Linked DNA regions of Danio rerio: region 1 is linked to region 2. A link is a contact called in public HiCAR-type data. All regions are on one chromosome and are shown on one strand. Each heading gives the region's core, a stretch centred on a gene start, on an enhancer-like site or on the middle of the called end of the contact. The rest is flanking DNA. Distances are from core to core; before and after follow the strand shown. Region 1 has its middle 16 kb from the start of cdc42ep4a. Region 2 has its middle 9.1 kb from the start of pmp22a.

What was found. HiCAR-type assays count read pairs that join an accessible place to other places.
Region 1: a contact with region 2 is called in a HiCAR-type map of caudal fin, with 4 times the contacts expected there. The contact joins two enhancer-like sites. A contact is called at or near these places in 2 of 18 Hi-C or Micro-C datasets (fibroblasts and gastrula embryo) and 1 of 4 datasets of contacts at active chromatin or transcription factors (caudal fin).

What each region holds. Positions count from the first base shown.
Region 1 is chr3:53,398,196-53,405,535 of GRCz12tu, reverse strand. No RefSeq gene overlaps it. Among named protein-coding and RNA genes, the nearest start is that of cdc42ep4a, 16 kb to the left of the region's middle. Within about 2 kb of position 1,680, at least 44 of the 62 cell types and tissues checked have an H3K27ac peak or open chromatin away from gene starts, as enhancers often do.
Region 2 is chr3:53,332,329-53,339,480 of GRCz12tu, reverse strand. No RefSeq gene overlaps it. Among named protein-coding and RNA genes, the nearest start is that of pmp22a, 9.1 kb to the right of the region's middle. Within about 2 kb of position 1,825, at least 26 of the 62 cell types and tissues checked have an H3K27ac peak or open chromatin away from gene starts, as enhancers often do.

The DNA of each region.
Region 1 (7,340 bases), core at 431-2,930, 66 kb before region 2:
GCCTATACACTATACCTACAAGCTGTCCAAACAGCTTGAAAAGTAGATTTTTCACCATAGGTTAACACTGTTTATTTGACTGTGAACAATGTTGTACTTAATGGCCATTGGCTGCTAATATGATTTTGCTATTTACAGTTTGCAAATAATACTTATTATTTAGGAAAAAAGCTAAATAAGCAAATATAAAACCAACTTTACCTCTGTGTGTAAGTTTACATACCCTGCCGTACAGGTGCAGTTCACTCTCAGAATGCAGTTGTTTTTCCCTGTTGATTATTAATTACCCAGGCCTTATACAGCTCCATCTCCTTTCAAAGTCTTGTCCACACAGAACATCCAAAGACTTGTAGGACTTTTACTTATCTCATGTAAAATCATTTGAAGCTTCAGTGAAATTGTATATTTCAGGCTGGATGCTTGGTCATTTCGTCTGCAGTGTGGTGCTATTGCAAATGGACCTCACTTTAACGTTAATTTTGCCGAATCACTGTGATTATCACTGGATGATTCTTTCCATTAGCAGCATGTGTTGACAAACGTTGAGCTCCCGCTGGTTCAGGTAGGCTACGCTTATTTAATTATAATGCTTTTAATAATGCTTTTATAATACGCTGAAAGAATTATGTAAATAATATATGTAATATGTAATCAATATATCTTATTTCTAAGACAACAACAAACTCACATCGGATGTCATTCCATCACTGTACATGCTAACGCTCCCTGTTTTTTTCTGCCACCTCCCTGCATGCGCATCCTGAATGTTTACAAACATTGTAATTTGTCTATTAGCCTGTTGTTGATGATGATCTACCCGAGCGACAGCATGCCAAACTAGCTTATTACCAATCATGAGCTAAGTGTGAACTCTTGAAATTAATTTTAGCAATATCTTTCCAAAATTACTGCACACGCTACAAACAAATAAATGACATATGTATTCCTGACAATACCTGTAAATGTAACATTTTTAAATGAACGTATCATACTTTATTTGAAATACAGCATTGGGGTTCCTCATACTTTTTAATATTAATTCATTTTTTTTAATTTGAAATGTGTATGAAAATACACAAACACGATATAAAAGAATGCGACACTGTGTTTCAGTGGTTAGCACTGTCGCCTCACAGCAAGCTTTGAGCCCGTTTGCATTATTTGGTGTTTCTGTGTGGAGTTTGCATGTTCTCCCCGTGTTTGCGTGGGTTTACTCCAAATGCTGTAGTTTCACAAACAGTCCAAAGACATGCACTTTTGGTGAATTGGTTGAGTTAACTGTCTTTGTATGTGTGTGAATGTGAGAGTTTATGGGTGTAACGAAACAGTTAATAGTCAAGTTTCAAAAAAATCTGACACACTTTTTTTTTTTACAATAATGAAAACGTTTGAGCAGTAAGTCAATCAGAAAATGTCAAAAAGCAGGGATTAAAGCCATGCATGTTTGTTTATGTATGAAAAAATTCAAACATAAATTGAAAACAGTCCACCATAATATTTTAATCAGCTCGTGTGCTGTTCCTGTCACATCTTCCTGCTGTTCTACTATATGTCCAAAAGAGGTCGCTGTTTGTCAACATATAATTCATCATTAACAGGCGCTGCCAGAAGCGCGTTCTGCTTCTCATTCTCATGCTTCTCAGACTCAGTCGAGACTCTCAGGAGCAAAACCCGCATGAAAAAATCTGGAAACCATTAGACAACCTGCTAGCGCCGAAATTTGAGCGGGCGAGAGATAGAAAGGGGGAAGGGCTAAAACTGGGAGTAGATCGACTTTTCTTGTTCTTCCGTCGCCTTTAGTCTCTCCACAGACAGACACATTTCAGCCTTTTCAGATTTCCAGTATGACTCCTCCCTTGTTTTCCCCCCTCTTCATGCAGGGGTTTTCCTTTGTCGTCTGCATGCTCATTTTACCTTGGATACATTTCTCAAGTGCTAGAAAGGGTGGGAAATGGCTGAGAGTGGCGAGAAATTCGCCCGCGGGTTGCAGCTGTGGTCCACCCTTCTGTCATGATCATAGATGGCTAACACCATAGACACTTAGAATGACAGTGAGTAGACAACATGTCCTTTCAGTTCATAATCTCCAGCAAATAACGACTGCATTCAGGGCAGACCAGATGTCTGAGGATTTCCCATAAAAACAGTAAAAGCGTTAGGACAAGGAGGAGGATTGTAGGGAAGTGTTGGATTAAAAAAAAAAATCTTTACAACACAGCTTTATATGAAGATTATAAGTGCAGCACCTATACGTTAATTTCCATAAAATGCCTTAATAAGTGGTTTTGTGGCAGTTAAAACATTGTTCTGTTTAAAAAAAGTTGACTTTTGAAATGTTCTGTAATTATATAAGCTGTTTCCATCCAAATATTCTAATTAGACTTATGCGTAAAACTGGAATATTGCATAAAACTTTTGGGAATAAGTTTTTTTGGGTTTTTATCCAATGCATTCAACTGACATCAAATATCAAAAATAAAATTGGTATTTTAATTTGGTAGGAGAAGCTACTGTGGGCATGTTTTTTTTTTTGCTGTATAAGATGAAAATGAAATGCAGTGAACACATGGTGGCTGTTGGAGGCGTGATGCTGCGTTCACACTAGATGCAGATGAAGCATAAATGATTTACATGTTAAGTCAATGCAAAGACATAAATAGACATCCTGCGGTGTGTTTCATGTGAATGAGGCGGTGAGAATGAAGCGGCGCGAGTTGAGCATTTTGCGCATTTAAATCGCTCGAGTTGGAAAATTTGAACTTTAGTGGACATTCAGGCCATGTTAACCAATCGGGAGCTTGCTCTTGTAGGGTAGTGATTATGACATAGTGCCTCCACATTAGTATGATCAAAACAACATTTTAGATGTTTTACAATGTAGCGGGTCAGCTGGTTTGTCTATTAATGCTGTCCAATCACATCCATTTTTGTTATTGCATGATCTGTTAAAACAAAATCACATGACTTCTGATGCACATGCTGGAATTTATTTTGTAAATGTGCTTCCATTCTAGTTTAGCCATTTATATATATATATATATATATATATATATATATATATATATATATATATATATATATATATATATATATATATATATATATATATATAAACAGTGTATCCTACTCAGTTGTCAGCATGTTTGTTTATTAGCATTTTTATATTGTGTGTGCAATCTGTATGTTTCTAATGAGCTTTTTTTTTTTTTTTTTTTTTTTTAATAGGTGGATGAAAACATAGGTATTGTAAAAAATGTCGACATCCAAACAGTAGATCACCGTTCACTTCTATAATAGTGCAAAGAATGTTATAGGAGTCAGAGGTGACCAATAAATCTGCAAGTGTTCTGGGATTTACATCATACATCATTCATGCAATAAAATAGAAATTATATTAATGCAGGGCTGTCAAAATAAACACACACACACACACACACACACACACACACACACACACACACACACACACACACACACACACACACACAAACGCACACGATAATAACTTTTTGATTTAGTGGCTAATTTGTATGAATTACAATTTGCTTATTCCCAATGACGATTGGGTTTAGGTGTGGGGTTGGGTGCCACACCTTCTCTTTAAAATCATGCATTTATATGACTGAACTCGCACAAATTTGTATGAATTAGCTACACTGACAAAATGTAAAATACTTACTTTCCTGGTGAGATCAGGCTGCATAAATGTCTTCACAATCAATGCATCCTCCTTGCTATATTTTTTTTAGGGGGACTGCCTGGGCATAAAAAGTTGGAAGGTTAGGACAAATTGGGTTCAGTCCAGCTTCAATATGTTATAGCATAAATCAAGAAAATAAAACACAAGTCTGAACCTTCGAGTTTGATTCTCTGTTCCACTCCTTAGCCAAAGTATAGTTCACTGCTGATTATCTGCAGATGGGTCATAAAGTGGAGATCAGTTGAACCTTCTGGACTTCTCATATGCTTATACATGTTCATGGTTAAAAATACCGAGCTAAATATGCAAATTTTTATCCAGTTTCTGAACAGGGAATCCAGTTCTTGCCCTTCATTTGTTTGCAATCTATCCAGGCTTTGAATTTTACAGCCTTTCGGAAAGTGTATTAAAAAAATTATAATAAAACCCAAATGGAAAGACTACTCGACTGCGCTAGCTGAGCTCAAAACTCATTTAACAGCAGAACTGCTTTTTCCATCAAGTATTTTCCAGAAGTTTTCGCTGAGAGCGCAGCCGCTCTTGAGTACATGGCGATGGACGGCTCCAGCTTGTGGTCTGAGAAGGATTGGAAAATGTAAACATACGGCAGTTTGGCAGTGACCTCTGACCCCGGGCCCTTGGGACCACACACACAGACGAGGAACAGTTTGCTCGGGACTAATGTTTGACGTGCCTTTTAAGGGTTTTAACATCACCATGGATCAAAGTGAAAAGGACAAGATGCACAGATCGCCCCGCTTGTAACTGTGTTTTATGTCCACAGTTTGTATGGATGATTGCGGTTGAGATTCTTTTTTATGTGCACATTGTAATTCTTTCTCTCTTTCCTCCAGAGTGTCTGTCTGTTGCAATAAGCAGTTTCCTGCATAAATCACAGCCCACTGGAGTCGCTCCTAAATCCTACTTCTGCACTCGCTCTAGGAGAATTTGCCACTTTAGTGCGACTCGAGACTTCAAATGTACAATGAAAAGATATTTAATGTACTTTAATAACAGCCTTGTGGACAAAGCATATTTTGGTGATATATACAATATTAAGTGCTATGGCTGGTCCCAGTTGGTCTAATGCACTGGTTTTGAAGAAAAACGCAATGTAGCGCAAGGTGTGACGCAATTGTTATTTGCTAGTTTCAGCTTGGCGCAAGAGTCGTTTTGACATTTTGCGCCAAGCTGTTTAAATAGCAAATGCATTTGCGCTCATATGTGCTCATATATGCTCACATACGCTCTGGTCTAAAACAGCAGGCGTGTTTTGGCGCGTTGCTGGTGTGTTGCTATTTTGAGAAATTGTAATAGTCTTTTCTTTAGACCAGAACAAACCCGGTCTAAAGTCTGGCTCAGAGTGTGCCTCACTTACACACTGTTTAATACACACAAGATGTAGAGCAATACGCAAATATCTTTACATATGAAAAATAATAAATAATTAAATATTAGGTATATATATATATATATATATATATATATATATATATATATATATATATATATATATATATATATATATAGGATATAATAATGAAATATATATAGAATATAAATATAAAGAATTAAAACATTACAAAACTTATTATTTTCTAGCCTACATAAATGTAAATACCCCTGCCTTAAATCCTTCTGTATCTCCGGAGGCTTTTTCAGTTTATTCAATTTGCTTTTGTATAATGTTATTATTATTAGCAGTATTATTTATTATATCTATGTTTATATTTGTTTTATTAAAACAAGATTAGATTTGTCCACCTGTCAGGTTTTAGACCATATGGGGCATAGCAGTTGTATTTGGAAATAACTCAGTATTTTGACCACACTTCATTATTATTGTTCATTTATTTATTTGCTGGAAATTAGAACTGAATTTAGAAATAGTTTGAAACAAATCTTTGCGCTTACCAAACAAAATTAATTATTTATAGGCTAATTGATGTCTGTACGTAAAGGTTTCCCTATCCACGAGAGCAAAAGCGATAGTTAACTTACTTTACGTCCTGTAAATAGCGAATACGCTTATAGCGCAACGCAGCTGGCTCTTAAAGGGAATAGGAGATAAGACTCTAATTGGTTTATTCTCAAAACACACCTATAACTCATTAAGAAAATAAACTCAACCCTTTTAGACCATGCGCCATGGCGCAAAGCAGATTTTCCCATCCTTATATTAGAAAATATGGATTATGACATTCCTTTAATGCATTTGCGCCCTGCGCTTTTCGTTTTGTGCATGGACCGTCAAAAAAGAGCCCATCATCTGTTTGGAACTACGTCAGCTGTGCATTTTTTACACTTGTACACATACGAGATCTTCTAGTAAGTACTAGTTTAATTGGCTGTTATCCAATTGGTGTGTCCATGTTGATATATTAGATATAGATTCGGCATGATGCAGATGTTGTGAGGTGACAAAAGAGTAATTTTTTATTGCCACTAGTTATTGTATGTCTGATTGGTGTGTCCAAAACTTAAATGGACATAAAGGGCTCTATTTTGACGGTCCATGCGCAAAGCGCAAAATGCAGGGCGCAAACGCATTCAGGGTGTGTCAGAATCCACTTTTGCTAATTTAAGGACGGAAAAATCTGCTTTGCGCCATGGCGCAAAAAGGGTTGAATTTATTTTCTTAATGAGTTGTAGGTGTGTTTTGAGAATAAACCAATCAGTCTCATCTCCCATTCGCTTTAAGAACCAGTTGCGTCATGCCATGGCACATTTGCTATTTACATGACGTAAAGTAAGTGGAAGTGGAAAAACTGAGCATTTCACTAGCAAGAAAACAGTTAAACAGAGCGTCTACAGCGCGAGAATAAGAGATAAGTCATCTCATAATTTAGTTTCACTTTAGCTCTCGTGGATAGGGAAACCTTGTAGGCACAGACATAGATTAGCCTATAAATAATTAATTTAGTTTTTTAAGCGCAAAGATTTGTTTCAAAACTATTTCTAAATTCAGTTCTAATCTCCAGCAAACAAATAAATTAACAATAATAACAAAGTGTGGTCAAAAAACTGAGTTATATGCTAATACACAAGCTGTACCCCATATGGTCTAAAACCTGACAGGTTAGCAAATCTAAGCTTGTTTTTAATAAAACATATATAAATATGGATATAATAAATAATACTGCTAATAATGATAACATTATACGAAAGCAAATATAATGAACTGAAAAAGTCTCCCGAGATGAAGAAGGCATGAAAGCAGTGGTTTTTCATATTTATGTAGGCTAGAAAATAATTTGTTTTGTAATGTTTCAATTCTTTATATTTATATCCTATATATATATATATATATATATATATATATATATATATATATATATATATATATATATATATATATATATATATCCTTATTATATCCTATATATATCCTTAATATTTTAATTAACAATAGACTGTCTTAGTTCTGGTCTAAAGAACAGACTATTATAGTTTCTTAAAATAGCAACGAGGCAAAACATGCCTGCTTTTTTTTTAAACCAGAACGCCTATGGGCGTATATATGAGCACAATGCATTTGCTATTTAAACAGCGTGGCGCTAAATTGCGTGGAGCTGAAACTAGTAAATAACAATTGTGTCACGCCTTGCGCCACATTGCGCCGGATGTATGATAGGGCCCA
Region 2 (7,152 bases), core at 576-3,075:
GTTGGCGGTTCATTCCACTGTGGCAACCCCTGATTAATGAAGAGACTAAGTAAAAAAGAAAACAAATGAATGAACTAATCTACTTTATAAGTTGACTTTTACCTTCTACATGTTGGCTTTATTGTAACACAATATGATGAGAAAAAAAAATGGACATAAAATTGCAAAACTTTTAATTAGTTTTCTAAGTCTGCTGAACCACCGCCCTAAAATTAATCAAAACAAGATCCAGCAGATGTCCAGTAGAAGATGCAATGTTTATAATAGTGTCAGAGCAGCAGGAATGTGTTATTGGGGTTTGGGAGGGAGCAATTGCTGTAATTCGAGTAGACTTCGGCTCAGAGTTGGTCTCAGTGGACACTGTTCAGCCAGCATTTCATGGGCCCAGATGCATTTGGGTGAATTTGATCCCTTTCAAACTTTTCGTTGGTAATTCATATACTCTGTAAGAAGGTTAATGTGATTATTTAACAAAATGTTGAATTAAAACTATTCTTAATTCAATAAATGCAACATACTTGAATTGTACACTCACCAAAGAATCGTAAAAAATATTAAGCTTGATATTCGATAATAATAAACATATCTTAATAATTAAATTAGCATTATTAGCATTCAAAGTTATTTCTAAAGAATCACGTGGCGGCGGTTCATTTTGCTGTGGCGAACCCAGATTGAAGAGGACTAGGCAGAAAAGAAAATGAATGAATGAATGAATGAATGAATGAATGAATGAATGAATGAATGAATGAATGAATCATGTGGCACTTAAGACTAAAATTCAGCTTTGAATAACAGAAACAGTTGTTGCTAGCATGCTATATTTAACATGTTTTATCATGTTGTTAACCTAAATAAGCTTTTTCATACCATGTTTAACACAATGCTAGCAGGGTTAGCATTGTGAGTATGGATTAGTATGCTGCTAGCATGTTTAGTACATGACTAACATGTTTGTTTACATGAAAATTATGTTGCTAGCATGTTTAACACAATGTTAATATGCTTTAGCATACTGGTAGCATTTTTAAATACTTTGTATGTTTCAATACTTACTATGAAAATATAGTCAATTAGAAATAAATATAGTCAAATATCCTGAAAGTCATGGCATGAAAACAATTGAAGGAGAATACAATCCTTTTCAAACCATTATTTGGTGTTTCATGTACAGTGTTTTAGGAAATTGGATATGACATAACAAAATATTGTTTGCGGGACGGACTTTCTAATTTAAATCAATTCACTAAGCCTAAAGAAAATCTGTACAGTTTCCACAAAAACAGCTAAATAGCTGCAAAAACAAAAGCTATTTGATAACCAATGCTAGTAAGTTGTTTTAACATGTTTTATGGCATGTTTTTAACATAAATTAGCCTGTTGCAACAATTATTAACAATAGGCATTCTAAATATGCATTAGCATCTTTTGGCAACATTTCTGTACATTTCTGGCATGAATTCCTATGTTCAACATAATATTAGCACGAATTAGTATGCAGCCTCAGTCCATAATTAGAGTGATTACTGCAGCTTATGGGAATTCATATTAAACTGAATCAAATTTGAACTAACTAAAACTAATATCCTCTTTTTGTACCTGCCTAATATGCTGACTATGTTTAAATCTGACTTTTATTATGAGAATGTCATTCCTTGTATATGTGCTTTAACAAAATCCACATTGTATACAGTCTTATAGAAATAAAGGTAAGATGACTGACACAGTGATAGGGATGTGTGCGCTGAAGACATAGTCTCAAACAGGAAGCCACGGTTAATGATTTGCAGATGCTTGGGATGGCTGCAGCACCGAGGCCTGGGTTTCGTCATGGTGCATGTCTGTGATTTATTCCAGCCTGAGCTTCGGGCTGGATGGGGGTGGGCAGTTAAGTAAAGCCATCTCCCCTTTGCTCATGGTGTGATTCGGGAGATCTCATGTTTACCCTACAATGTAAAGCTAAGGACCCTCAAATATGACTATTCCCTTGCAAGGGGCCTCCTTCTGAAAATATCAAAGCAGCTGTGGGATTGCATGTTAGTAACACGTGTTATGTAAGTGCATGTAAGTGCACGTTCTTTGTTTTTCATCATCAATGGCCATTTTTTTTTTTTTAACATCAACGTCCATCTCTAAAGATATCATCAATGGGGCTTTAGCAGATTGTACAAATGTGTACAACATACAAGAGATATGTAGCTCAATCCATCCATGTTCTGTTGGGATCTATAAATAAGGCAATATTTGGCCAGGATACTTGAAAACCAACTACTTGGATGTCTGAAATCTGATGTTACAAAAAAATAAATAAATAAAAAATCTAAAAACCAAGAAAATCGTCTTTAAAGTACCTTTAGAGTTGATTAAATCTTAGCAATTATAGCAATGCATAAATAACAAATTTACTAAATGTCTTCATGGAACATACCCATTACTTATTACTCTAATGACATAAAAAAGAAAGTTTGGACTATTTCAAAATTTGACTTATTTTACAAGGTGTGTTGTTAGCAGATGCCCAACTTCCAACCTGGAACTGGAGGATCAGGACATACACACATACACTACAGACAATTTAGCTTACCCAGTTCATCTATAGCAGATGTCTTTGGGCAGTGGTGGAAAACACTGGAGAAGAACATGGGCGGAACATGCAAACTCCACACAAAAATGCCAACTGACTCAGCTGGGGCTTGAACCAGCGACAGCAATACCCGCTGCACCACCCTGCTGCACCTTTTCAAAAATGTATCTGTGCAAATTAAGACTGATTTTGTGAACCAGGGATACTGCCAAAGCACACCATAGTTAGCAATGTGTAAATATCACATGGACCTTTTATCGCCTCCTTTCGAACCCCAATTTGAAAGCCTTTTTCCTAGAAACCTGTAAGAAGCTCTCTTCAAATGGAGATCAGGCCTACAGTGATTGGATGAGTTACTTTGATGACTACACACTATTAACCATTTATTAAGCATTCGCAAATTGTGAAATAATCATCTGTTAAGCATTAACTCTACATTAATAAACGTTTGTAGCAATTTATAACTACAGCTACAAATGCTGTATTCTTGACATTATTCTTAACTGTATGTGCTTAATAATTGTATTTTCATACTTTGTTAATGATTTATGTTTCATTCCTAAATTCAGTTTTGCAATATTAACAAACCAGTTAGTTGTTTTTTAGGATCATTCAGAATGAGTTAGTAAATGATTAATAAACTTTTCAAATTAACATGTATAATTCTTATTATTCAGGCATATATTAATTGTGAATTTGTTTGTTAATAAGTGCCTCAAATTCATCCAGTTTTGTGACCTAATCTAAAGTGAAGACTATTTATGCTTTATAAATCCTTATAAATGACAATTAAAGGCTCAGCTATATTCAGGAAACAGGAAAAAAAAAGAACATAAACAACTATTCATTTCTATTTGTTTGAAGATGAAACAAAACTGAAAACACATGAAACTGTATCAAATAAAAAATAAATCTGTGCAACCTTATCTAAAATAAAATTACTGTACACTTTAGAAATTGCATCATATTACAATGTTAAATTATTATATTGTTGTTCCAACATATTTTGTTCCATCTAATTTGATGTTATATTTCGACACTCCTGTTATTCAGCAATGTTTGAACGTCACAGTAATTTTACTTTTTAGATAAGATTGCAAAGATTATTGTTCATTTGATACTAAACATTTAATTGTCATTTATAAGGGATTTATAAAGCATAGTTCTCACTTTTGATAAGGTCACAAAACTGCATGAAGTTGAGTTAATAAAGCATTTATTAACATACATAGTAACCATTAATATATGGCTGAATAATAAGATTTATAAATGTTAATTTCAATAGTTTATCAATCATTTACTAACTCATTCTGAACGATCTTAAAAACCTCCAACCACTCTTAAACACAAATGGTTTGAATAATGCAATACTGCAGTTAGTAATGAAAAATTAACCAATCACAAAGTATGAAGGTACAATTATTAAGCACATTATAAATGTGGTAATAAGTCAAGAATACAGCATTTGTAGCTGTAGTTATAAACTGCTTACTAACGTTTATTAATGTAGAGTTAATGCTTAACAAATACTAAATTTACTAGATGCTAATGCATAAGAAATGATTCATACTGAGTAGTTATTATAAAGTGTTACTGTTACTTCTTCACACGTGGCTTAGAGATCCTATCAATCCCTTCAACTTCTGGGCTCAAAAAAACGCCAGGGCATTTTAGACTTGAATGGAAAGGGTGCCATTGTTTTCTGGCAAGCTGATTCATGGCCCTCCTGGCCTGATATCAGATCACAGCTGAGCAAAGCACAAACAATCAACAGATCTCAGAGCAGTTCATGCAAGAATCGCGAAAGTCTCCAGACTGGGAGAATGAGTAAAGTAAAAACAGTAACCATAATTACTGCTGTTCCGCAACAGACAAAGCTTTATCTTTTATTATGCCACAATACAGCTGTGAACTTTTGCTCAAGACACAAGTAGCCTTAAGGGATGTGTAATGCAAAATCTGCTGGTAGACCCAATTAAAAACTTACTCATATTTATGTCTTGATGTATGTGAAAAAATTAAAGGAAAAAGGGAATGTCACTGATGGCAGCCAAAATTCTCAACAAATGCGAGTCATTTCCATATGTTCAGGACGTCCTCTGGTGACATAATACTCACTCATTTCAGCCCACACCCATCAAGTTTTCTCTTTTTTAATATGAATCAATGACTTCCATTTGCCTGATTTTTATTTTTTTTATTTGCTAGTTTCACTCATCCCTCACCCCGGATAAATGCAAAATTCCCAGTAAGGTTTTGCATCCAAAACTAATATCGAAGAGGTAAGCACTTCCATTAAAAATCAGACTGTGGAAAGTGGCAATCATACAAATACCTTTGCACAATTATTGACTCTAAACTGGACACTTGAAGTGATTATTTATTTATTCTTTATAAGTGTTTTTATGTTTACGTTTTATGTCTTAATGTTCATTTGTTGTTTTTACTATGTGAGATATGAGATGAGGACTCTTGACTGCAAACCAAATCTACCTTTGGGTATAAATAAAGTAACCTAACCTAAAAAGTGTACCTTCTGAAATGTATTCGGCACTCTCCAGAAATGTATATAGGGCTATGTTTTCAGGATGAGGCTGGGCTGAGTAGATCAGTTTGTCACGTGATCAGCTGTTGCACTGAGCCCGAGAAGTAATGTTTATTTGAGGTTTCTGACATTTCCATGCACATAATTACTAACAATACACATTAGTTAGTTAGTATATTTGTAAAGCACAATTTTTTACAACAAAAAGTTGCCCAACATGCTGAACACGTAGCCCTAGTTACATTTCTGGAGAATGTGAATTAAATAGCCAGAAGTACGAAGTAGCTCTAAAGTAGCCAGAAGTAGCTCTAATCTCTCCACTGCAGCACAAAAAACATGATACCCATTACTCATCATAGGTAAAAAATAATAATCACTAATATGCTGTTTAAACAAACACATGCATATTTTTAAAGCAATTGTGTTTAAGAGTGGATTTTGTGTGTATGTGTATACATTTTATTCCTAATGTTTTGAGGAAAATGGCTCATAAATCACAAGATTAAGTATTTTGAAAATGTAAAAAAGCAGACTATTTCCTATGAGAGTTGGGTTTTTGGGTGGAGTAGGGGGATTGAATGTACATTTCATAAAGTATAGACCATAGCGACATATTGATAAATAATGTTATGATAGCTGTTTTAACATTAAGTTATTATTGGATTGCCTCGTTAAAATTATGAAATTGTTTGATACACAAGTGAGTGTGTGTGAGTGTGTGTGTGTGTTCATGTGCATGTGTGTGCGTGTGTTTGTGTGTGTGGGTGCATACATGCGTGTTACTACATTTGAATATACTGATTCAACAAACACATCCAACAATTTAAAATTAATGGTTTTATATTTTATATTTTTTTATGTTTTTTTTGTGTGTGATTTTGTGGTTTTGTCATTTGCACACTACAAGAACATATTCAGTAGACTGTTTTGTAATAGTTTTTACAAAGTATGATAAACTGGGGCTTTTGGTGTGGATCTGTTTGATGTCAGTTTGGCATGAAATACATTTTCCAAACTCTCTTTCAGTTTGCAATGAATATGATCCATATATTGCAGGAGCCCTAAAAGACAGTGTGAAAGACAGATTTGGGCAGGATTAATATATAATTTGTTAAAAGACCACCTCATTGTGCAATAATTATTTGCATGTGGAAGATGAACTGAAGATAAACACGTTTAGCCTTCAAATTCAGGTCATGACACTGGGACGAGCCTTTCTGCTGCTTTAGTGGTCAATAAAGTAAATGAAGCCAGACCAAGAGTTTTCTGTCTCAAAGAGCGTGTTGATTTAAACCATACACACTCATCTTAGTTTCAATCATGACTCACTCTGGCATTGCCGACTGCCTCACCACAAGGAAATGTTTAAGTCTCAATATTCAATTTTCTTATAGTAAATAGATGTTGTTTTAATAAGATGGAGTCATATGGCCTGCAGCTTTTCCTGTCAAGTTTGATTATAAACAGCTGTTTTTACGTTTCTGTCATCTTTCATTGTACACATGTGCACCATAATTAATCCTTATAAGCATTTTTCTTACACAAGAGATCAAAAAGTCTGAAATATGGGATGCAAAGTCTAATTAAACCTGAAAAACTGGTAGTATTGTTACATTAACAACACAGCTTTTATTTAAATGCATGACAGCATTTAGTCAGGTGTTTTCTGTGTTTTCCCAATATCTAATCAAATTTACATTGCCTACATCACATCATAGATAACAAATGTATGTAAATATGATGAATCATTGCTCCCTGCTCATACAGGCAAAGTCAATGAAAAAAATATTTTCAATTATTTTATAAAAGCCTCATGAAATGCAGAAAAAACAAAAGCAACAACAACAAAAAATGTGACAAAAACTACATTTTTGAATTGCAAAAAAAGGCCCAATTGTGAGATAATAATAAAGAATTACAGTAACACTTGACAATAACAGTACATGCATAATGATGAATTTATATGTAAACAAAACATTACTTCATTATGAGTTAATAATAAGTTAAGGCGAACACTAATCAT